2 separate regions of the Oryctolagus cuniculus genome follow, and region 1 is linked to region 2. Evidence: chromatin contacts called from public Micro-C data. All regions are on one chromosome and are shown on one strand. The core of a region is the stretch at or near the end of the contact, and the rest is flanking DNA. Distances in the headings are between cores, read along the strand shown. Region 1 holds the start of CLDND1 (claudin domain containing 1). Region 2 holds the start of ARL6 (ARF like GTPase 6).

Region 1 (4,512 bases), core at 1,080-3,579, 630 kb before region 2:
AGTTGCATTAAATTATCTTGAAGATTTGTAAAAATATGTGAGGCCAACTACTGTTTCTCAAATAGCAGAGTTCGAAACAAAAACATAAATTTAGCTCCATGAAATTAGTATTTACTTTACACACCCAATGACAAGCGAGCATAAACAGAAATTAGAAAACACCAAAGACACAGAGATAAGCCAGAAACGTGGTTTGTGTGGTTGGTGGAATTGGGTGTGATGAAGCAGTTCAGGCTTTCTATGCGGAGGGAGTCAGGATGGTTAAAATCTCAAACATGCAGGCACTTTCAGGTCCACGCTCAGTGAGTGAAACATGTCCTGAGTGTTTCCTGGGCATTTAGCACACTTGAAAGGTTGAAAGCATCCTCCTGCTTTTCAGATCTCCCAGACACATCACCTTCTGAGTCATGATCACTTGTGTACGATGGAGTCCAGGCCTGGGAATCTCCTGAGTAGAGCTAAGGGAGGACAGCTAACCAGCTCTGTAAATGACTTATTTCCAGCCCCCAGGGGAAACAGGAGCCTTGCAAAAGCTAATTACACTGACTTCAGTCAACAAATATTTGCAAAGACTGATAATCCAATGATTCTTTCCTAAACCCTAGGTCCTGTGCTGGGCAATTACATGTATTTTCTAATCTGCAGCTCACAAATGATCTCATGGGATAGATTCTACTGTTCAACATCCATGGCTTGGGAAAAAGACAATTAAGATGTAAAGGTTAAGTAAAGTGTGCGGTCACAAAAGTTAGGACACTCATCCCAATATTGAAGTTTCCCAAGTCAGTTACTCTCCCTGTGTCTCAGTTCCTCTGTGAACCAGGTTGTTTCTTTACTTTTTTTCAAACTTCCCTTTTTATCTGGTTTTATTGACCATATGACCCCTATGGGACCTGAAAGTGGGGGATTTCTAATGCAGGCCAAGGGTTGAAGATATTTCCTAATCTGTGAGTGCATTCCTGAACCTTACTAGCACGTTAGTAATTTTCTTGTGTACCTCCACTACTTTCTCTGATGGCTCAGACAAAATTCTGTTTTGCATTAAAATCGAGAATTAAATTTGAATGTTATAATATTACCTTACTTTATTTGTGTACTAGATCTGAATATCAACTCACCAACTGAGGTGACTCTGTCAGAATGGAAGGAATTTGATACCAACTCTGGGGCTTCCACCTTTCCTGTATGCAGTGGCTAAATTTGATAGGCACTGGGGATTTGGGGGAGTTCCAGGGCTCCTCTGGTCCTCGAGTCAACTGTCTCTGTAGGTGTCTGTTGGAAATTCATCCTTCACCGGTCCCATGCAATGTTCAAGGGTCCCCATATGTTGCTGTCCAGGTGTTCCTACTTCCTGGAAAAGAATTTCTGTGCAACATGTGAGGGCTTAGAATCATTCTGTTGCTTCTGTGCCACACAACTGTGGTCTCCAGTGTGGTCCAAGACCTTATCTCTTTTAGGTAGTATCTCCTAAACTTTTTCATATTGTATTCACAAATTTTAAAAAAACAAATTTAATTTACTCAGTTATTTGAGACACAGAGAGGATGAAAGAGAGGAAGGAAGAGGGAGGAAAAGGCGGTGGGATTCCCATCTGTTGGTCCTTTCTCAAAAGCTGGGAGCTAGGAGCACAATCCAGGTCCCCCAGGTGGGTGGCAGGGACCTAACCACTTGAGTCAGCAACCACCTGCTGCCACTCAAGGGTGCACACTAGCAACAAATTTTTATCCGCATTTTTTGAGATATTCATATCCTAAGTCTTCTTTTTAATTAACTGAAATTTATTCTAAAAGGAAACCTTGCATCATTGCAATAGACAAATAGTATCCCTTGTCACAAAGAAAAGATAGCAACAAACATAAATTTTATGAAGCCAAGGGATATTATTTATGAAGCCGAATAAAGTCATTACATTCTACATGTTTACCATTCGGTGGATCACATGCTTTTTATTCTAAACTTAAGTAATAAAGTCAGAAAGACTCAACGCTCCAATGGGAGATTGTGGGAGAGGAAAAAATGGATTAACATTTGAAAACTAGAATCGCATTGCTGTTCATTTACCTTTATATTTGGAAGTAGGGTGGCGTGATAGAGCACAGGACTGAAAGAAAGGGATGAGCTATTTCGGTCACAATTACAAAGAACGAGGACAGAATACAGGCCGTCTCACTTTTTGGACCTTAAGATAGAAGACCGCGTTCGCTTGGACTTCCAGAGCTGGACTACATCCCCCACAATACATCGCGCGCGGCCCCAGGAATGCCAACGGGCTTCTCTGGCAGTTTTCCCTCTGTCCCTCCTACAACTCCCACAAGCCCCCTCGGTCCCGGGCTGCGGCCAGGCCCGGGATGGAGGCGGAGGCGGAGGCGGAGGCGCGGGAGTTATGGAGGGGGCGGGTTCTGCAGGGAAGTGCGTCAGAGGAGGCGCGGGGAGAGTAGGGTGCTGTGGTCTGAGCTAGAGGGTGAAGCTGTTGGAGCAAGAGCATGGGCGGTGAGTGAGTAGGGCTGGCGTCGCCGGGCGGGGGTCGCGTAGCCGTTCGGCTTCCCGGTGGTTTGCAGAGGGCCCCTTTTCCTGTGTGCGGCGGCCGCCGGAGCTGGGCGCCTTCTGAGCGGCAGGGGGATTTCCTGGGGGCCAAGCGGTCTGGGCAGGGGCCTGGTTGGGGACCTGAGGCCCCTGGCCGGGGGGCGGCGCAGGGCTGCCCCGCCCCAGCCTCGGGAGGCCGTAGCTGGCGTTGGCCTCGCTGGAGCCGCCGCTCCTGTGTAGGGACCTTCTGAGGTCATTTGAGAGCCCCAGCATGAAAGGGGATTTAAAAAAAAAAATCAAAATATGAACCCAACTTCTTGAATTATCGTTAATTATCGTCATTACTTTGATCTCTCCTGAGTCACTTCCCATCTTCCCAACTCAGCAACCCCAGTTTGCGAGCCTGTTTTCCTGCACCTTCCTAAGGTGTTTGGTGCGGTCACGGTGTACACTTGCAGTATTTGACTCAGCGTGATCCGCCTTGAGTCATTTTACTGCGGCCATTTACTACTGCCGTGGAGCCCTGTCCACGTCTTGGGAGTGTATGTATTTTGCCTTGATTCGGAGTTTTCTTTCTGTCTGAGGAGGGATCACTTAGTTTTTAGGAAGGTATGTTCCACCTTAGGATTAAGAGAGAGAGCAAGGTAGCAGGTGAGGAGGCGCAGATGTGTTAGGAATGGAGAGAATAGACAGGAGTGAAACATTTCCACAGCATAAAGCAGCTTGTCTTATCTTTGATAGATGGGGAGATGGATATCTAGCATTATTACATGTTATTGTTTTCTTGTTATTCCGTACACCTAGGACAACCTTTCCCTCGACTTAACAAACATTGTCAACTCTTTCAAATAGCTCCTGACTCCTGCCCTTGTTTTGGGAGGCTTCCCTCTTCAGAGGAAAACTGGGAGAATCCGATTTTCACTGCTTCCTTTTCCTGTGCCTTTCTCACGCTCAAACCCAGAACGCCTTAATGCTCTCCAGCTTGTGTAAAAATTCGGTCTATACTTAAAAATGTGTGCACGGTACACTGCTGACCATGGGCATGTCTGTTTGTATCTGTAATGTGTATGTCCATTTCAGTGTTGTCTGTTTTAGTATGCAGGTGATAGACTAGAGAACAAGACCTCTGTCTCCGTAGCATCCTGGGTATGTGAGCATTCAATAAGTACTTTCATGGGAATGAGTTTTGTTCTTACACTTAAAAATGTGCTTGCTTTTTTTTTTTTTTAATTTAAAAATATATTATTACTCTAAACCAAGGCATGGGGAGTAGTTTCAAGGGTGATTCTGAGATAATTCCTTTCAAAACAATCTTTCTTATTTGTAAAGTCTGACATCTTCTTTCTTCAACTTTTAAACAGAGCAGTCTGAATGCCAGAATGGATAACCGTTTTGCTACAGCATTTGTAATTGCTTGTGTGCTTAGCCTCATTTCCACCATCTACATGGCAGCCTCAATTGGCACAGACTTTTGGTATGAGTATCGAAGTCCAGTTCAAGAGAATTCAAGTGATTGGAATAAAAGCATCTGGGAAGACTTCATTAGTGATGAGGCAGATGAAAAGACTTACAACGATGCACTTTTCCGATACAACGGCACAATGGGATTGTGGAGACGGTGTATCACCGTACCCAAAAACACACATTGGTACAGTCCGCCAGAAAGGACAGGTATTCCTCTTATTTTCACTTCTCTCTAATGTACTTGTTTAGTAGCATAAAGTGATCTATGATTGCTGAATTATATATAAGCAGATTTGTGGGCATCTTACGTCTTCTTATGTCTCTTCTCTCCCTACCACCTCTTCACCCCAACTTCTATGCATTGCCATGCTACTGCTTTAGTTCTCCATTCAGATCTTTAGAGCACTTTGTAAGGGACAACTTTACAATTTACTTATGACTACTTGGGTTGGTCGCTTAGCGGAGGAGCTTTATCTTTCAATCATAGCAGAACAGGTTTGAATTGCCATATATCAAAAGTGATAG
Region 2 (4,273 bases), core at 1,773-4,272:
ATAAACAGGAACTGAAAAAGCAGTGCAATCTAAAAGTAAACTCAGCAAATTTATGACAATCTTTTGGAGAAAAAAAATTCTGAAAAGAACATTCCAGTATAATCATCAAGATTTGCCTTTTTCTGCATGAAATTCACTGCAAATTGTAGTTGACAGATATTACTTTAAGGTATTCCAAGTTTAAAAATGATTCCACAGCATAATTATACGAAGTTATGACATCATACAAATAATTCTGCATATTAACTTTCCCTAGTAGCAGAGAATACATACAGCATCTAACAATGATACTTACATTTGAAGGTTTAAGTTTGTTGATGATTGTTGTTTTGCCACTATTATCTAGACCAAGGCACAAAACATGAACCTCCTTCTTCTTCAGGCCAAGCAAGCCTGAGAGTCTGTCTAGCAATCCCATAATGTGACTCAAATATGACAAATCAGCTGCAAGTAACAAAAAAAAGCTCTAATATCTAAAAACACCTGAAGCATGCAAAATACATAATTCTTAAAAATTTAAGGAAACATAATGATACTGTGAAAACCTTGTCAATGTAGCTTTGTAATTAGTCAATAGAGGATAAGCTGATTACCACAAAGGAGACTTAACAGAAACGCAGAGTGGCAGCTTATAACCCCTGGCAACATAGATTAACAACCTTGAAATGACAACATTTCTCATTGTCATTTATAATATTTAAGAGGAAAACACAGGCTCCATAACATGCAAACTCAACCAACTGTGATAATTCAAAGTATCAAGTATCAGGCTGCAAGTATCAATTAGGATGCAGCATTCCGGGAAATATGGAACAATATAAGGGCAATAATTTTGTATTTAATATGACACTAAAATTTAAACTGTAAGACAGACTAGATCCATTGTTTTAACTCTCAGCTTAAGGATTGATTGGCATTTGTAGATTATTTTAAATTAATCTTCTGCTATGAAGCAATTTACATACAATTTATCATCTTAATTCAAAGCAAATTTACTATTTACTTATCACACTAAACATATAAAATATACACGCTTGTTTTTTCCATTTTCCATACAATTTTGAACAAATTTTTAAAAATATGACCACTTCTCACATTTTCCTCCTTTACAACTTCTACTCTAATACAATGGTTGTGAAAAGACTGATGCTTATACATTCACCTTTCAAAGTAGCTGGTGTTGAAACTTTTCACTGGTTTTTCACGTATTATCAAATATTTACTGAATTATGTTAGGGCAAAAAATTTATAAGAGAAGTCAGTTTTTCTAAAAATGTAATCACCTTTATTGAAGCTGTTTGTGCACTTCTTTTTTTAGTAATTATAGCTTTCCTCTGTAATTTTATTTTCTGCATTCATAAATAAAGGCAATAAAAGACAAGAAAGCTGGTCAACATTTCTTTACCATGTTCAAAATTCATAGTAAGAGGCACAATTGAAATTTTCTGTAAGTATCCACTCCAGTAGCCAGGATTCTCAACCCTAGCTGCACTCTGGAATCAACTGTTTAATCTGAATTTCTGAAGATGGAAACTGGGCAACTATACTTTTAAAAGCTACATAGTGGAGTTGGCGTTTATCCTAACAGTTAGAACACTGGCTTACCACAATGGACTACTTGAGTTCATTTCCTAGCTCTGACTCCTGACTCCAGCTTCCTGCAAAGCCACCAAGGAGACCCAGATTGAGTTCCCAGCTCCTGGCTTCTGCTTAGCCCAGACTCAGCCACTCTGGGCATTTGGGGAGTGAACCAGCAGATGGCAGCTCTCTCTGTCTCTCAAATAAACAAATAAAATAAAAACTACACAGTGTTTCTGATAGGTAGTCACTGCTGAGAACCATTGGGTTTCAGAATAAAGTCCAAACTTCAGTGAATACCTTTAACAATGTTCACAATTTGGTTCTAATCTATCTTTCCACTTTCTGTTTCCACTCTTTGTACATCGATTTAAATGTTCATGGATGTTCTCTGTGATACTGAAACGAGGATTCATGTTGTCAGAAAAATCCAGAAGAATCAGGATGTTACTCAAAATTTTTTTAACTCTTTACTAGTTTATTAAAATTAATGACTTGGAAGATAAGCTACAGGGAGAGCTCCTGGTGGGGCAGAGAAGGAAACAATGACTTGTATTTTCTAAACTTTAAATAAGTGTGTTAAATGAATTGTTATACACACTACTCCAGATCAGTGCTCCTATTTGGCTCTTAGTTTTCTGATGATGAAATTTCCATTAGAGTTTCCACATCCAAAAAAAAAAAAAAAAAAAAAGGCCCAAGTTGAGCAGTCTTAAAACCATCAATGAAATAAAATTTCGCCCAAACCACTTCAATGCATTTTCTAGTCCCTAGCACTGACCGCCTGATCCTGCTACTCCTTTTCCACCTCTCACGTTAGAAACAACTCCTCGCGTGGAAGGAAAATCAAAACAAAACCTTGAGGAAGAGCCAAGAGGAATTCTAACGCTGACCGGAGGGAGCGGGGGAGTGGCTGGGGACTGTAAAAATCCCGGGGTTTTGATGTTAGCTTGGCTGCCCCAGGAGCTGGTGAGGAACAGAAGGGACGCACTCACTCGTACCAGGCCCCGGGAAGGGAATCTGGTACGGGGGCTCCCTCAACCTTCTCTGCTCTGCCTCGGTATGAAAGATCGCCGTTCCTGACTAAAACCGTCTCTACAAGTTGGAAGAAATGACATCCCCTACCTCAGGCCGAACATCCACGCCTGGTCTGCCGCCTTGGCGCGCCGCGTTTCCCTGGCAACAAAAGCTTCTTCCGGTCCCGAAGCCACGCCTCTTTGGGAGTATTAGCAGTGCTCTGGCACCTGGGGTGGTAAAGCTCCTGGGAAAAAGGCCAGAGGCTCGCTGAGCAACTATTAACGAGGGGTGGGAGGTGAGCAAAGGTTAGGGGCGCCGGGCTGGGGGCCGGTTTCCTGCGAGGGACCTTGCCGTCTTCGGTGGAGCATGACGGGAGTTGTAGGCGCGCGCACAGCCTGCCGGGAAGCGCGTGTCTGCGTTCGCTGCGCTTCTATGGGCGTGGATTCCCCCAGCTGCTTCGCCCAGGGCGTGGCGTCTGTGTGACGCCAAGGCTGAGGCCCTGGGTTGTAGACTGGCGCAGACTCAGCGGGGTGACCGCGACTGCTGGATACGGTGGTACCCACTGGGACAGGATGTGCGCCGTTGTTGCCCTGTACCCACGGCACCGAGCCCCCTCCATGTTCTGATTGAGGAAAGCTTTTAAAGTTGGGCGGGAGAGGAAAGACACTGGTGCCGAAAGCCAGGTGTAATTCGACGAAGGAAGTATGTACACCTGCTTCCTAGCTGCCTGATCTCCCGAAGGTATTTCCACCTGGCATAATATCCTGTGATTAGTTTACAGTCCCTCGGGTCAAATCGGCTGGTGGTCGGAAGATACATTAATAGTCAAAATCGGAAGTTAGCCGCCTTGTTAAAAAATGTTTGGCTTTCACAGGCTCAGATGATCCTCAAATAGAAAATATTTAGACATACACTTTGTCCCACATTTTTATTACCACGTTTTCCAGTAGACAGACTGCAAGGTGTCCAGCGCGTAACAAATCTTCCCAGGCAGACGAATCAATTAGTTCACAGGCTTTTATTGGGGTTCCGCTCCCGGGCGAGGTTCCCCGGTCCCAACAGAGCAGGGGCTGGGGAAGTCGCGTGTCAGGGGTTGGGAGAGCTCCTTTTATAGATACAGGGTGTGGGGGTTAAAGGTTGAGGCGGGTCTGATCCTCATTGGTTGACCTTTAGGCACCCGCGGGGACCTTGACAAGGACTCTCCATTCCCTGAAGTGTATGCCTTCCCTCCTTGCGGATCCCAAAGCTGCCATATGAGAGGAGACGGCCAAATAGGGTCAGCAACATTGCGGGCAGAACTGTAAATTTCCTGTTAGAGATGCCACCTGCCTTTACCTGGCCAGCTCTTCTCCCAGGCCAGCTAGGTAATGGAAGTCAACAGGGGGCCTTCCCCAAGGAGGTTCACACCTCCCTTAGGATGTACCCCGTATGAAGAGATAGGTAGGTCTGGGCTTCATAACTGGCAAGGCCTAAAGCCCACCTTCTGTCAGGTTCTATTTGCTTCTCAATCAGAAATCTTAGTTGTGGCTCAGACAGCACCTTTCTTGGGTCCTCTAATAATGACTCCGTCCTTTGTTCTGGACCCTGTCTAGCCCACTTGGGCCTCATTCCTTTGTAATCATAGCCTCTGCTCTAACATCAATGGGTCTGCTCCCAACCTGTGCGTATTGATGGTCCT

The links. A called contact is a pair of places that touch in the nucleus more often than the background predicts.
Region 1: a Micro-C map of ear pinna shows a contact between it and region 2, with 11 times the contacts expected there. The contact joins the promoter of CLDND1 here to the promoter of ARL6 in region 2. A contact is called at or near these places in 2 of 6 Hi-C or Micro-C datasets (ear pinna and an unstated tissue).

The regions. Positions count from the first base shown.
Region 1 is chr4:52,941,138-52,945,649 of mOryCun1.1, reverse strand. It overlaps CLDND1 (claudin domain containing 1), which reads left to right and starts at 2,329. Exons shown (of 6, transcript XM_070071971.1): 1 at 2,329-2,490; 2 at 3,626-3,669; 3 at 3,885-4,194. The coding sequence starts at 2,484. It also overlaps a transcript of CPOX not described here.
Region 2 is chr4:52,309,008-52,313,280 of mOryCun1.1, reverse strand. It overlaps ARL6 (ARF like GTPase 6), which reads right to left and starts at 3,022. Exons shown (of 11, transcript XR_011387814.1): 1 at 2,704-3,022; 2 at 296-444. It overlaps LOC103350570 (a long non-coding RNA gene), which reads left to right and starts at 2,990. Exons shown (of 5, transcript XR_011387816.1): 1 at 2,990-3,336.